5 separate regions of the Mus musculus genome follow, and regions 2, 3, 4 and 5 are each linked to region 1. A link is a contact called in public HiCAR-type and promoter capture Hi-C data. All regions are on one chromosome and are shown on one strand. The core of a region is the stretch at or near the end of the contact, and the rest is flanking DNA. Distances in the headings are between cores, read along the strand shown. Region 1 holds the start of Cog3 (component of oligomeric golgi complex 3). Region 2 holds the start of Rb1 (RB transcriptional corepressor 1). Region 3 holds the start of Nudt15 (nudix (nucleoside diphosphate linked moiety X)-type motif 15). Region 4 holds the start of Sucla2 (succinate-Coenzyme A ligase, ADP-forming, beta subunit). Region 5 holds the start of Dnajc15 (DnaJ heat shock protein family (Hsp40) member C15).

Region 1 (2,929 bases), core at 296-2,795:
TTTACTTCCTATTTACGTCTCTATCCCTAATTCCTACCCCAGTGTAGACATATGGCAATGCACATTAAATGACAGCGTGAACTGATGGTAAGTACAACTGCATCAATACGGAAGGACCGTGTAAACCAGTAAGATGCCTTTTACTTTCAACCCTCTCCATACTCAATAAACGTGACACCAGCTTCGATAATGGGGCACAAAAATTATAAACAGACTGGGAACACACATAAGCCTGTTTCTGTAAATCTCTAGTATGGCACTTACCCAGCAATGGCAAAATCCTCAGTCTAGTCCCCAGCAAAACACACACACACACACACACACACACACACACCCCACACCACACCACACCCACTTATAATCCAGAACATAAAACATAGCCAGATCAAAGAACTTTCCACTTGCTCCCTCGTTTACTTAGGTCTATTTCCTGTATGGCATCCTGGAGGTGGGCAGAGAAACACACCTAAGAACACGTATTTTTACGGCACAGCACACAAAGGTGCAGAGAACGCGTCTAGTCACACCTCTAAAGTGTGAGGGCAGAGGTGAAGAAGCCAAATTCAATCTGCATTTGGACAGGATTACGAATCGTACAGAAATGGTTTCCAACATCAAAACTAACCACCACTGATAATAAAATAACCCAAAATTCGGCCTCGAAACTAGAAGAGCGTGTGAAACACATAAACAATCCAAAAAATAAAAGTACTCTGACCAGTATAACTGCACTGAATCACACCAACAGTAACATGCATACTGTCCCACTGGTAACTGGGAAAACGTTGACGCTAAAACCCAAAGCGCTACTTAATAACCGAGTCAACTTGTAAAAATAACTTTTTAATTTATTGCTTTGCTGTAGGTTTAATAAATCTTATCTTCCATAACCCAAAACCAGGAGTTCACAGCTTGGGGTGTGATAAATGAAATTGTTTCTCGGGGCCAGTTCTGATCCCCTCTAAGTGTCCCTGTTCCCCCGGGAAAGAAGCAAGCCTGATGCCTCCAGGATGCAGTTAACACAGACTAGCTGGACAGGCTCCTGGGAGGCAGGGCTACTCTGACACGGGGACACCAGGAGCAAGAAGCCCGGAGCAAGGCTCGGGCCAACCGTCCCACGCCGCTGGGGGAGGGCTACGCCCTCGCGTGGACGGCCACGCACCCTGGCAGGGCCACCCTGGGTCGCGGGCAGAGTGAGGCTGCTGACAGCAGGGCACACACGGGCCCCTCCCGCCGAACCCGCCACGGTGGCTCAGAGGACCGGCCAGATCCCCGCACGGGGCAGGAGGCCGGGCGCAGCCCACGCCCTCGCCTCACCTCGGCGGGCACCGGCAGGTTCTCCACGGCCGCCTTGAGCTCCAGCACCGAGTCCGTCTGCCTGTCTGTCAGCGGCGCCATCGAGTCGGGTCTCCCATCCCAGAGAGACAGCTTCTCGCGGGCGTCCCGCTCGGCCGCCGCCTCGGGCGGCAGCAGCAGCGCCGCCTCCGCCATCTCCGCAGCCCTGGGCCCCTCCGCGGCGCAGAACCGGAGCCCGACAGGCAGAGCCGGGAACTTCCGGGAGGACCGGGACTTCCAGCGCCGCAGCCGCGGCGGGGCGGGCCCGAGCGCCCTGACCCCGGAAACGCTTCCCCGGCGTGGGGGCGGGACCGAGGCCAAAACAGACGTGGCTTTCGACGGAGGCCAAACAGTTCCGGTTGAGGTGTACCTCAAGCCAGAGGGTAGGAGACAAGAATGGGCGGAAATAAGCTTGCCCCTACCGGAAGCTTCTTCAACATCAATAACTTTATGATAATGTGTTCTTCAGATTTGTTTTTGGTTTTCTTTTTAACAAGTTGTAAGTCATCCAACGGATTAGGAGAATTAATGAACTCCAAAGATCTTCTCTCCTGTCAGATGGGTTATGGATGCTTTCCATGTTGACATAGCAACCAAGAGCACCAAGTTTTCAAACTTACAACTTCCCTGTTAGAAAACTAGTTTGTGGAAACACAAATTCAAAGACAAACATATCAGGCCTCATTAATAATATCAAAAAACTGGGGGGGGGGGGGACCTAAATGTCCAACATTGAAGAACTGGATCAATAACTGTCTATCCAAACATGAAACTGCAAAAATTATTCTGCCATTTAAATCATGATACACATTTGAACACCTAAACAAATTATATTAGATCAAACCTAAATAATTGAATAAATATACTTTGTAAGTATATAAATTGAGTATATACGAATATAAAAAAAAATTGGGCAAAAAGGTGAAAAAGAGACAACCTTCTTCCTTACCAAGAATTAAAAAGGAAAAATGTAGAAAAATGAAGAAAATCACAAAACACTGAACAACATTCTTCAAAAAGGTCAGGGTAGAGAGATGGCTCGGGGCTAAGGGAACTTGCTGATCTTTCAGAAGACTCCAGTTCAGTTCCCAGCCCCCACAATATGCAGCACATTACCACCTGAAACTTCAGTTCCAGGAGATCCAACCTCCTCTTCTGGCCTCTCTGGGTACTAACATACATGTGGCACATGCAAACACACACATAAATAAATTTTTAAAATAAAAAGCCAATGTTTTTTTTTAAGATTTATTTATTTTATGTATGTGAGTATACTGTAGCTGTCTTGAGGTACACTAGAAGAAGGCATCAGATCCCATTACAGATGGTTATGACCCACTGTGTGGTTGCTGGGAATGAACTCAGGACCTCTGCAAGAGCAGTCAGTGCTCTTAACCTCTGAGCCATCTCTCCAGCCCCCAAAAGCCAATGTTTAAAAGAGTATCAAACTACTAAAGAGCAAGGAGTGACCAAGGAGCTCTTACATAGTGGAGACTACTGAATAATGACTTCTCATTGCAATGTGGTATCTTGGACTGATTCCTGGAACAGAAGAAAGGATAATTGTGATGAGACTATAGAATAAAATATAGAA
Region 2 (2,929 bases), core at 201-2,700, 2.4 Mb before region 1:
ACAATGGATCTATACTCTCAAAACTAGTGCTGACAATAACAACAATCATATTGTTTCAATTTCTGTTACTTAATCACACAGTAGCACAGTCAAGAAAAAAAATGTTGAAATACAATAAATATCTCTCTGTTGTTCTTATTGGATCCACATGAACTTAAGTTTAGATTCCACTTAATAAATGGAGAGAAAAGTTCTTTGAGAGAACACAGTACCAAACACAAGACCAAAAAAGAAAAAAGGGAGGGGGAGGCACCAGAATCCGTGAATGCTCAAAGGCAAAAGGCAAGAAATAATGAAGCATGCTGCGGGCCAATCAGCACGCAAGAAGAGTTCTACCCTGAAAAAAAAGGGGAACAAAGTTTAGAAACTTCCAAGCCCTTGCATTTAAATGTCTCCTGAAACTTTTGCCCACATACCAGTTCTTCTAAGAGTTCTGCTCCATCAGTCTCCACAGATGGCTTTAAATCCCCCCGGGCCTCAAAGCATTGTTCTAAAGAAACCCCCACAAAGCCCGGGAGCTGAGGACCCCGTGAGCAATTGACACCCACGACCCTGCGCTTTGCCTACAAGGCTTTTCTTGGCCTCTCCCAGGACCAAGCTGCCGATGCAGCGCAAGCTCAGAGAGGGCAAGGCTCCCAACTGTTGCATCGCAGGACGACTGCAAAAGAGAAAGTCAACCCACCCCGGGGGTGCTTCGGATCTCCACGGAGAAAAAAGGGAGGAAGAAAGAAAACAAACACCGGTCGAGTTTTTTTTTTCTTTTTTTAAATATTTATTTCAATTGTTTTTGCATCTGACCGGGGCTCTCCGGGACCCGCCGGCTCCGCGCCTGGGCGTCGCTGGAGTAGAGCCTGCACCTGTCACTTCGCTCGGGAGCAGGAGCCCCACCCGCCCGACACCTGTCAAGCCGCAGCCCAGACCCCTTCGGGATGCCCTCCCCGTCGCCCGCGAGCCCGGGACCGTGTCAGCGCGCCGCCGCCACCCCCGCAGAGATGGGGGACCAAGGGGACCCCGGAGACCCGGGGCGCCGCTCCTACCGCCAGCCCGGCCCCGCCGAGATGCGCCCGCCCGGCGTCCCCGCCGGGATGCACCCGGCGTCCCCGCTCCCTTCCCTTCCCTTCTCTCCGGCCCGCGGCGGCCGCGCTCCTCACCTGGCCAGGGGCAGCTCTTCGGGGCCGCTGTCCTGCGCGGGGTCGTCCTCCCGAGGCGGCGGCGGCGGCGGTGGCGGGGGCTCGGCGGCCGCGGCTCTGCGCGGGGCTTTGGGCGGCATGACGCGCAGCGCGGGCCGGCGCGAGCAGCCGAGGGAGGCGCGCGGGGAGGCGGGCGGGCGCGCGCGCACGCCGGGCACGCCCCGTCCTCACCCGACTCCCGTTACAAAAATAATGGGAACGTCCCCCGAGGAAAACCGGACGCGCCCGGCAACCGAGCGCCCGGGCCAACCGCGGGAAAACGTCACTTCCGCCCGCGGCGTCACGTCCGCGAGGCTCGCGGGCCGCGGGCGTCAGTGGGGAACCGGGGCGGCGGTGGCGGCGGCGGCGGGCAAGGGCGAGGGCGAGGGCGAGGGCGCGGGCGGGAAGCCGCGGGGAAGCCGCGCCTGCCCGGGCCTGTCTCCGCCCGCGTCGTCCCCGTGGGCGGCGCCAGCCGAGGCGGGGCCGGCCCGCTGCGAGGAGCCGCGGCCTCTGGGAGAACGCTGGACAGGGCGCGCCCCTCGCCCGGCCCGCGCGGCCGGCAAAACAAAAACAAACGTGCCGGGCCAGTGGGAGGTGGGCTCGGCCCGGGTGGGCGGTCCAGGGTGGGGCCATTGGTGGCCTTCTGGAGACAAGGGAAGATGGGCGATGCACGCACAGACTATAGTCTTTTGATGGGGAAACAGGAGGCGCGGTCCGAGCGGGACAGATCTTAGCGGGAAAGTAGCTTTTGAAAACCAGTTTGCCAGGCGGACCCGACTTTGAAAAATCGCTTACAAACGCGTTTGAGACGAAAGCAGAAAACCAGTTGGCCGTGTTCATGCGCACGATCCGGCCTCCTTTCATAATGGTTTCTCCGAGACAGCCGGTCAAACTGGGAAGGTCGGCATTCCACTTTTGCGGGTTGGAAGTGGGGAGTTCGGGGAGCCAATTTGCCCGCGTCACATAGCAGGTCCCTGGCAGAGGACTCGAACCCAAGTAATATTTGTCTGACCATGTCGCCGACGCACAGACACCGGAAAAGAGCATACTTTATACTAGAACTACCTACCGCCACCAAAAGCTGGCTCAGCAATGGTAGCTTTTCTAGTTACGTTTTACCTGTCAGTCAACATAATTTTCTCCCTTTGTCAGTCCTTATTCATACAACTCACTAATTGAAGTGCTGTGAATAAAATACAGTTGTTGTTCTGGTGTAAACTATCTTGGAACAGCTGAGCAAGGACTGAGGAATCGAGAACTTAATTGGGTAGGTTGCAAGCCTGGGCTTATTTTCTGCCTTGATGTCAGATGAGTGAAGGATACATGGGCCTCCTTCAATTTTCAGACTTGCCTAACTTCAGAAGCCTTCTAGAGACCAAATGTTTGTCAGGAGGTAGAGCCCCAGGCCCTGATGCAGCCACGGAGAATGAATGGAATTAAAATAGCACTTGAGTTCACTTTGTCCCAGATTTAGGCAAGAGCTCAGGCTACATACAGTCTAGGTTTGGTGAAGATAAAAGATAGACTGTGGGAGCCTGATCAAATAATATACAGAAATGATACAGTCCTGCCTCATAATTATCAGAGAATGTGACACTTGGCCAATTGATGCCACCTTGGTATTTGTGGCAAGCTACTCTTAAGTTTGAGACAGAATGGCAAAGGAACTTGGGTCCTCAGACGCGTAACAGAGCTGGTGACCGGTCATCTCTGCTGGTACTGACCTCAAATCAGCTGATGGTCAGCTATTTGTGTCAGAA
Region 3 (2,929 bases), core at 151-2,650, 2.2 Mb before region 1:
GAGTTTGAGGCCAGATTGGTCTACAGAGGGAATTCCAGGACATCCAAGACTGTACAGAGAAACCCTATTTCTAAAAACAAAAACAAAACCCAACAAAAACCACTCCCCAAAACCCAAAACAAAACCAACCAACCAAACAAACAAACAACAATAAAAAACAACCCAACAACAACAAAACCCAGGCTTCTGAGTCAACTGTACCCAGGAAAAAAAGAAACATTAATTAATGTTCCTTTCGGGTTGTGTTTTGAAAGTGCATTAAATGCCTTCCTTATGCTTCAAAATTCCAGTTTAAGCCTAAAAATTGAGGCAATTAGGCAACAGAGAAAGAGATGATTAGCATTAAGGGGCATGCAACACTTGTACTTCCAGGCCACATAGGAAAGTACAGGTTACCATCAAGAGGAAGGAAGTTGTCAGCCTGGTAATGTTTCCCTGTCATGGAGAGCCAGTGAGAGGCTCCTCCATCCAGTGAATCCATCACGCCATAATCCCAACACTCAGAAAACTGAGGCAGGCAGATCTCGGTCTCTTATAACTAAATAAGCCTATTAGATAATAGTGACCCAGATAATTACATAATAGGAAGTCTCAGATTTCCTTTGAAATTGTCTACAGAATCAAGTATGGTGCTTGTTAGATAAGGCGTAGGAAGGCTTGAAGCTTTACCTTCCAAGTGTTTTATAACACTACATTATTTTATATTACTATACAAGACTAAAGGAAATCACACCGAATCTGGATGTCTTAGATACTTTTATTGTATTTTAAGGCACACTCTCGGATTAGAACACATTTTTGAGCAGAGCCAGGGTTTCTTCACGATTGCACAGAAACTGACTTAGCTACCCTTCCCCCTTTGTGGGACTGACACATCCACATCGCAGAAGCGGCGGGGCCAGCCTCACAAAACTCTGATATATTTAAATCTCATGGGGCAAAAGGAAAAGTCCCAGTTAACATCCACTTTCTCTGTAAACACTAAGAAATACAAACGACTTCCACTTGCAGCCAGGAGAGGGCAGAGCGAGGACTAACGGGGCCCGGGTACTGGCACAGCACCCCCTCCTGGCTGGATCCCGGAGGACACCGGGGCCGTAGAGAGCTCGCGGAACTCAACTGCGCACTGAAGCGCGTCACACGGACCGAGAATGGCGTGCGGACTAGTGATATTCCCGAAGCTTCCGCTTCCCGGAGGTCGTCCTGCTCACCCGAATTCCAAATGGCCCCCAGGAAGCTGGAAACTGCCGGCTCCAAACGATCCTTTCCTTTTCCCCAGAAGGACGCAGCGAGGATGCTCGCAGCTCAGCACCACCACGCCGACCCCAACTCCTGGCCGCCGCCTCGGCTCTGCGTTAGCGGCCATAGCATTTGGCTGACCCCGGAAGTGACGTTGAAGCTGTACGGGAACCGGCAGGAGCCTCGCTGATTGCTCGCTGAGTGTTGTGTCTCACGAATCACCTGTCGCCTGGTGCATAGATCATGCAGAAACAACCATATAAATAACTAACATAAGAGTACTGAAAGATGATTTGGGGAAGTAAATGAGACTAATTAAGTTTCTTTAGGATAAATTCATATTTTAGAGAAAAACAAATTATAGTAGATAAAAATATACATCAACTAAAACTGAAATATGAAAAGAAAAACTTGGGGAAATCAGCTGTAACAAGATTGACATCTTAAATCTTTGGACGGGTGGGTTTACTTTAAAAGTATTACTTTATTTCTACTAATGTGTGCATAATTTTAGAAACCCAATAGTACAAAACTGCCCAAGGACAGACACTATCCCTTTTAGCCCTGCTTCCAGAGACAGCTTTAACTCTTTGAAATGTTAGTTTTTATATTTCCACACATATATCTGAGTGTATACTTAATTTGTATCCTAAGTAATTGTCTTAGTGAGGGTTTCCGTTGCTGTGAAGAGACATTATGACCAAGGCAACTCTTATAAAGGACAACATTTAATTGGTGCTTGCTTGTAGGTCCAGAGGTTCAGTCCATTATAATCAATGCAGGAAGCATGGCAGCATCCAGGCAGTCGTGGCACTGGAGGAGGTAAGAGTTGTATATCTTGTTCTAAATTCAAACAGGAAAAGATTCAAACAGCAACTGGGAGAAGTATCTCAAAGCCCATCTCCCACAGCGACACACTTCCTCCAAAAAGGCCACAACCACTCCAACAAGGACACACCTCCCTGGGCCAAGCATATTTAAACTACCATAGTAATCCATTAGAAAGTTTCAGTATCCATTAGGTATGCTTAGCAAAGTCCTAAGTTTTGCCAATCAACGAATGTGCAAATGAATAGACAGTTTAAAACGAGAAACAAAAATAATAACTATTTTTAAAAGTGTTGACTATCTCCATTGAGGAATTGAGATGCCATCTGTACTGGCTGGTTTTGGGTGTCAACTTGACACAGGCTGGAGTTATCACAGAGAAAGGAGCTTCAGTTGGGGAAGTGACTCCATGAGATCCAGCTGTGGGGCATTTTCTCAGTTGGTGATCAAGGCATGAGGGCCCACCATGGGTGGTGTCATCTCTGGGCTGGTAGTCTTGGGTTCTATAAGAAAGCAACTTGAGCAAGCCAGTAAGAAAGATCCCTCCATGGCCTCTGCATCAGCTCCTGCTTCCTGACCTGCTTGAGTTCCTGTCCTGACTTCCTGTAGTGATGAACAGCAATTTGGAAGTGTAAGCTGAATAAACCCTTTCCTCCCCAACTTGCTTCTTGGCCATGCTGTTTGTGCAGGAATAGAAACTCTGGGCAAGATACCATCTTACCCCAGTCAGAATGGCTATCATCAAGAGATCTGACAACAAATGTTGGAAAAGTTGTGGAGAGAGAAGAACCCTTATTCAGTGTTGAGGGGAGCAAACTAACACAGACATTATGGAAATAAGTGTGGTGGTTTCTCAAAAAAT
Region 4 (2,929 bases), core at 300-2,799, 2.2 Mb before region 1:
ATGCATCTAATACATTTTAAAATTTCATCTTATGTGTACAAGTGTTTTGCCTGTGTACCAGTCGCATGCCTGGTGCTCTTGAAGGCATCAGATCTCTGGAACTGGAACAGGTGATGCGAGCTGCCATAAGGGTGCTGGGGATCATACTGGAACGTTCTGGAAGAGCAGCTGTGGCTCTTAACTGTGGAACAGCTGCCTTTCTAGCCCCAGTATTTAGTTCATTTCGATCATATTCACCCATTTTCGACTTTTGTTTCTTAATTCTGCAGGCTTCACTTTCCTGTCTCTTCTTTGATGGCTGAACACGTTTCATTTGGCTTGCTTACAGGAACACAGGCTACGCCACTGAATGAATGCACTCCAATGCCAACCATTAACTTTCAACCAATCCTCAAGGAGGGGGGAGGCCTCATGAGACCATTACCCCCTCCATGAAAGGATGCTGCTGATGGGTTTCACGGCTAGTGGGGTATCTCCCCCCCCCCTGTGAGTTGTAGAGTAGTCTGGAGTTCTTTAACTTCTCATTGTAGCTTCCATTGGGATGGGATTGCAGGCATAAACTATCAGGCATGCCTTGGGGTGGGTATATTTTAAAGTTAGCATACAACTCATAGGCTTTCTTACAACTCATAGGCTTTCTTACACCATTTTTATAGTAGTTTTGGTTGATCCCTTCCTTCTTTCCCTCACCGCCCTGTTCCTTCTTACATGAGTCTTATTAGTTACTGTGCCTTCACACAAACATATTATTGTGTCTTCTCATGGGGCCCTCTATAGTTTCTGGCCTCTAATCCTTGCTCACACATAAATACATACATATAAAAATTTAAAGATAGCATATTTAAATTTGAGAGAACATGTAATAGGTCTTTCTGGGTCCTGGGTTACCCCATCTTTTTCAGTTCAAATGTGATAGTATTTTCTTTTCTTTTCTTTTAATATGTATGCATTGTTGGATATATGTATGTGCACGTGTGTGCTGGTGCCCAGGGAGGCCAGAAGAGAGTTTCAGAGCCCATACGCAGTGGTGAGCTGTCTGACATGAGGCTGGGAATTCAGCTGAGTGCCACAGCCGTACCAGCTCCAAACTACTAAGCCATCTCTCTAGCTCTCTCAAACACTTTGTTAGGAGTGTTTTCAGTATGGGCGGCTTCAGTAACTAGTGAGTAACAGTCTTTTGAGTATCAGTGGCACTGTCTTTATTATTTTGTGTTATGTTTTATTTTAGTATCTATTGTATCCTAAAGGCTCAACGCATACATTCGCTTTCCCTAAGTAACCCCATTTCACTTGTGAGGCCACTAGGGCTCAGAGAAGGTAAGAAGACTGAAGTAGCAGCGTCACAGTTCTCTAGGAAGCGTTCTGATGGCCCCTTGTCCACATGTCACTGAGGTCAAAGTTCTGAAGGCCAAAGTTTGCTTTGTGCCTGCCAAACCCGGCTCCTCCGGCAGCGACGGGGTTAACGCGAGGCCCCGCCCCCGAGGATTGTCCTTGTCTCGGGCCGGGAGCGCCCCGAGAGCAACTGCGTCTCTGCGCCTGCGCGGTGCCCAGGGGACGGGTCGGACTCAGAAATGGCGGCGTCCATGTTCTACGGCCGGCAGTTGGCCGCGGCCGCCCTGAGGAGCCACCGGCCGCAGACTACGCTGCGAGCCGCCGCCCAGGTAAGCTCGCCCTGTTCGCTTTGGCCGCGGGGGTCGGCGGGCAAGGCTCAGGGGCGCGGCCCAGCTCCGGGGCTCTCAGCGGCGCTGGCACGGCCGGGATGCCCTGCTCTGCACAGAGGCTGCGGGCCAGGGCTGCGAGCTGGCGCTCGGGGCAGCTGGGCTCGGCTCCGTCCCCCGGCCGCTGGAGGCCCGGCAGGGCGGCCTGGCAGTCGGCCTCACCTGCGGGAGCCTGCCGGAGCGATCCCAGAGGGGACGGGGGCTGTCCTTGCCCGGGGCCAACGCTTCCGGACCCCCTTTGGGTAAGGGGATGCCCTTCAAGTGTACTTTGAGGTCCAGCAAACTGTCGTAGGTGGGAAGGACTTAGGAACACCAGCAGAGCTGATCTATCAGTCAGTCCTGGTAGTGAGTACTGATAACGAGTTCTTCAGTTTCCCAGCTGATTAGATGGGAGAGTAAGGATTAGATGGGAGAGTAAATCTTTTAGAGGATTTCACTTCTGGACAGACTCTAGTACCTATTTTGCTGCTTTGTTTCTCGACATTTAGGGAGTGTCAGATGTTGTCCTAAGGTCATTAGGCTTGTCAACAGCACAGGGGTTGTCATTAAGGCCAGTAACCATTGATGACGATCTGATGATGGCTCAGAGAAGTACTTTGGCCTAGGAGACATAGCAGTCTGAGACAGAACTGAGGTTTAGTTCCACAAGGGTCCATTTCTGAAGCTGTGTGCTTGTTGTGTCTGTTCTACAGCATTCAAACACAAAAAGTGGGTACTGGGAATGCAGTTTATTTGGTAGAGGGCCTGCCTGGCATGTAGGAAGTCCTGGGTTCTATCCCCAGCATCCTTGTAACCTTAGCACTTAAGGTGGAGGCAAGAGAATGAGATATTCAAGGTCATCTTTTACATACATAGTTCAAGGCCAGCCAAGGCTTGTCACTAAATAACAAAGACAAACCAATTAAACAACAACAAGCCCCAAACAAATTGGCCCTCAGTGTTAGTACCTTAAAACTTCAAGAGCGGGATTAGCTTTCTAAGATAGAGTTTTGGTTATGTTTTGAAGTAACTAGACACATCATAGGTGGATAGATTTAGCCCCCTCCCTTCCTTAAATAATGCTGCCAAGTTTTAAGAGGATAAGGATTTAGTGAACAAATAGGATTTTATTCTAATAGTTTTTAATCTATTTGAAAATTCCTTTAAGAGAGATGCCTTTGCATCTATGGGATGCTTGATAAATTGTCTTTATTTCAGCTCTTTCTCTTTTA
Region 5 (2,929 bases), core at 166-2,665, 2.1 Mb after region 1:
ACATCGATCCCTCAGGGACAATCTGAAAACGCTGTGAAGCCCTTTTGAGCTTCCACAGTAGTTTGCCTAAGAGGAAGAGTACTTTGTGGATGGTCGACTCCCGATTTCAAAAGTCCTATCATGTGCAAGGCTGGCCAACCAGGAATAAAAAACCATCCCTAACTCTCCAAGTGTTACAAGATGCCAGTGACATTAAATGGTGAATAACCAGTTTCTGGCCATCTTTGTTTTGTTAAGAACTTTCAACCATTTATACTTCTACTCTGTTTTAGTACAGGCTTAATTTTCCATAAGTGAACTTACCCTACAAAGTGAGGAGACATTTCTAACAATTTACCTCAGAGTGTTTGCTTTTTTGGGAAAAAAAAAATTTTTTTAAATAACAACAGGATGCCAATATCTGATAGGCCAGGAAGTAAGAAGGCTGAAGCAGGAGAATCGTAAGCTCCAGGCCAGCGTAGGAAATACAGTGAGTCCTTTTAAAAAATAAAATCCTGCCGGCTTGGCATTTGTAGCTGTCCCATGTACAACTGCTGCAATGCGAGGGCAATATGATCACTTCATTGCAGCCTGTAATATAATAAATAACGTGAAGGCATTTACAAATTCAAACAGCTACTTATTACTAAGAAGATATTTACTTCACCGTTACGTTTCAATTTGACTATTATATTGATTTTTAGAAACTTTAATTTCATGTCAGGATATCACAAGAAAGTTGGTTTTTTTTTTTGTTTTGTTTTGTTTTTGTTTTTGTTTCTGTTATAGAAAGGACAGTGGCGTGAACTGGTGAAGACTCCCACAATTTAGCATTCCTGAGGCTGGCTGTTAAAGAGACCTCCTAAGTTATGTCCTGAATTCTAGACTCTCCTACAGATGTGAACGAGCGGGGTGACTCGGTCAGTGGAGGTGATGGCTGACTTGAGTTCGATCTTCAGGAACCACAAGGTGGAAGGAAAGAAGCCGCCTCAATAAATCGCAAGCATTTTCTGCCCGGATCTAGGCTGAGTTGCTCCAGACTTGGGGGTGCTAGAGGTCCCAACTGTTCTCACGCAGCTTCGCGCCCTGGTTCTTAACTACTTTTCCCCAAGGGAGGCTCCTGGCTCCACCGGGCCCCCTCTGCCCAGGGGGAACCCATGGGTCTCTTCACTGGATAACCGTGGGCCTGTTCTGTGGTCCGTGACACTTTGAGGAGACAGCCAGGTACCACGCCGGGCACAGGCAGCCGGGCAAGGGGGTGGGAGTGGGAGGTCTTGGGGTTTAGGGGTGCAGGTCAGTGGCGGCCGGCAGACTCACCGCTGTGTGGTCGATGTCGGCGTCCGACCTTTGGGCAGAAGGAGGCAGGTATTCGGCGTAGCGCAGCCCCTCTCTGGAGGTCACGCCGCCACCGGTAGCCATGGCACTGCAGGACTCCGAGGACGCACTGAGTTGTCTACGGGGCGTCCGCGGGGACAAATTAGTGCGGACCGGTTAAGTTCGCGCTCTGAGTAGGTGTTCAGTTTTATTAGTGGAGACCTGGCTGCAGAGAATCTGGTTCTCATTCCATCTCCGATAAACTGACCCTGTCAAAGCCCGGGGTCAGACCCTTACAGAGCCTTGTTTGTTTGTTTGTGCCACCCTCCACTATAACAACCAAGCCTGAAGAGGCGGGGCCTTCTTAGGTCTACCTTGAGTTTCCTCTAAAACCAGGCAGGGAGAGATTCCAAAGTACCGCGATGGTGCCTGGGAATAGAAACAAGGCCAGGGAGGGCTTCCTTGCTTGACCTTCCCAACTAGAAATGAATGTGATTTCACATGTTAGTGAAATCACTGGGAAGATACTGATGATCCACTAACTTGCGCTCACAGCAAATGATTTTGACTAATTTGAATACATAAAGACTTAACTTCATTATTAATGTTTAGGTCAAGCTTTCTCGAACAGATATTAGGCAATAACTGAAGCTAATACGCTTTCTAACCCCTGTACCAAGTTGGCTGCTGTTTTACCCTTTATACACTTTGCAATCCAGCCTACAAGAAGGTTTTTTTTTGTTTTGGGGTTTGGTTTTTTTGTTTTGTTTTGTTTTTTTACATTAAAAGTTGTAAGAACCTAGCTGGGCGTGATGGCGCACGCCTTTAATCCCAGCACCCAGGAGGCAGAGGCAGGCAGATTTCTGAGTTCGAGGCCAGCCTGGTCTACAAAGTGAGTTCCAGGACAGCCAGAGCTATACAGAGAAACCCTATCTTGAAAAACAAAACAAAACAAACCATACAAACAAACAAACAAAAAACCAGTTGTAAGAACCTATTAATTTATCCATATATTATTATTCTCATGCTTAGGGCCTGAAGGAATTTAGAATCAGGAAGGAAAGATTACATTAAACACCATGCTAGTACCATATACTAAAAGCACGAGCAAGCATGCTAGATTAGCTACAAATGAAAGCAAAATCAGTGTCAGAGTTCACAGAGAGAAACGAGAACAGCCACAAAGGCTTCCTTGGAGGCTCAGCCACTGATGTGGTCAGTAGGGAGCATGGGGTTTGTTTTAGTTAGAAGAAGAAAGGGGTCACAAATTCCACATGGAAATAAACACCAAGAATTGAGCCGGTGATATGTAATAATGTGTTAAAAATACTTCAGAACTCTTCAGAAACACGGCTTTATTACATAAATTACTTTATTAAGCCAATCCACAATTATTCGTGATCAAACCAAATGAATTGGATTGAAGCCTACATATCATGCATTCATCATCCATGTGTTCAGTGTATTCAATTTATTGAGCATATGTCAGGTCTTGGGTACAGTGCTGGGGGACTGTGCCTTTAGCATCAAGTAAACAAATAAGGTCTCCGAGTCCTTGGAGTTACAGTCTAAGGGAGGCTAATGATGTATCCTAGCAGCTGGACCCTAACAGTCATAGGCTGCTAGCCTGGAGCAA

The links. Promoter capture Hi-C pulls out the DNA fragments that hold promoters and counts their contacts. HiCAR-type assays count read pairs that join an accessible place to other places. Capture Hi-C pulls out chosen DNA fragments and counts their contacts.
Region 2: a contact with region 1 is called in a promoter capture Hi-C map of pre-B cells, with 4 times the contacts expected there. The contact joins the promoter of Rb1 here to the promoter of Cog3 in region 1. A contact is called at or near these places in 2 of 39 promoter capture datasets (pre-B cells and second pharyngeal arch cranial neural crest) and 1 of 484 Hi-C or Micro-C datasets (B cells).
Region 3: a promoter capture Hi-C map of liver shows a contact between it and region 1, with 3 times the contacts expected there. The contact joins the promoter of Nudt15 here to the promoter of Cog3 in region 1. A contact is called at or near these places in 3 of 39 promoter capture datasets (the C10 cell line, hippocampal neurons and pre-B cells), 1 of 115 datasets of contacts at active chromatin or transcription factors (astrocytes) and 2 of 9 other capture datasets (adipose tissue and liver).
Region 4: a HiCAR-type map of astrocytes shows a contact between it and region 1, with 6 times the contacts expected there. The contact joins the promoter of Sucla2 here to the promoter of Cog3 in region 1. A contact is called at or near these places in 3 of 39 promoter capture datasets (hippocampal neurons, liver and pre-B cells), 1 of 484 Hi-C or Micro-C datasets (B cells), 2 of 115 datasets of contacts at active chromatin or transcription factors (astrocytes and embryonic forebrain) and 1 of 9 other capture datasets (liver).
Region 5: a promoter capture Hi-C map of liver shows a contact between it and region 1, with 4 times the contacts expected there. The contact joins the promoter of Dnajc15 here to the promoter of Cog3 in region 1. A contact is called at or near these places in 2 of 39 promoter capture datasets (liver and pre-B cells).

Annotation. Positions count from the first base shown.
Region 1 is chr14:75,752,948-75,755,876 of GRCm38.p6, forward strand. Cog3 (component of oligomeric golgi complex 3) reads right to left here and starts at 1,546. Exons shown (of 23, transcript NM_177381.3): 1 at 1,318-1,546. The coding sequence starts at 1,491.
Region 2 is chr14:73,324,372-73,327,300 of GRCm38.p6, forward strand. It overlaps Rb1 (RB transcriptional corepressor 1), which reads right to left and starts at 1,451. Exons shown (of 27, transcript NM_009029.3): 1 at 1,152-1,451. The coding sequence starts at 1,270.
Region 3 is chr14:73,523,849-73,526,777 of GRCm38.p6, forward strand. It overlaps Nudt15 (nudix (nucleoside diphosphate linked moiety X)-type motif 15), which reads right to left and starts at 1,401. Exons shown (of 3, transcript NM_001360484.1): 1 at 1,212-1,401. The coding sequence starts at 1,366. It overlaps Gm41209 (a long non-coding RNA gene), which reads left to right and starts at 1,454. Exons shown (of 3, transcript XR_874819.2): 1 at 1,454-1,698; 2 at 1,989-2,061.
Region 4 is chr14:73,551,237-73,554,165 of GRCm38.p6, forward strand. Sucla2 (succinate-Coenzyme A ligase, ADP-forming, beta subunit) reads left to right here and starts at 1,550. Exons shown (of 11, transcript NM_011506.4): 1 at 1,550-1,661. The coding sequence starts at 1,572.
Region 5 is chr14:77,873,502-77,876,430 of GRCm38.p6, forward strand. It overlaps Dnajc15 (DnaJ heat shock protein family (Hsp40) member C15), which reads right to left and starts at 1,416. Exons shown (of 6, transcript NM_025384.3): 1 at 1,297-1,416. The coding sequence starts at 1,398.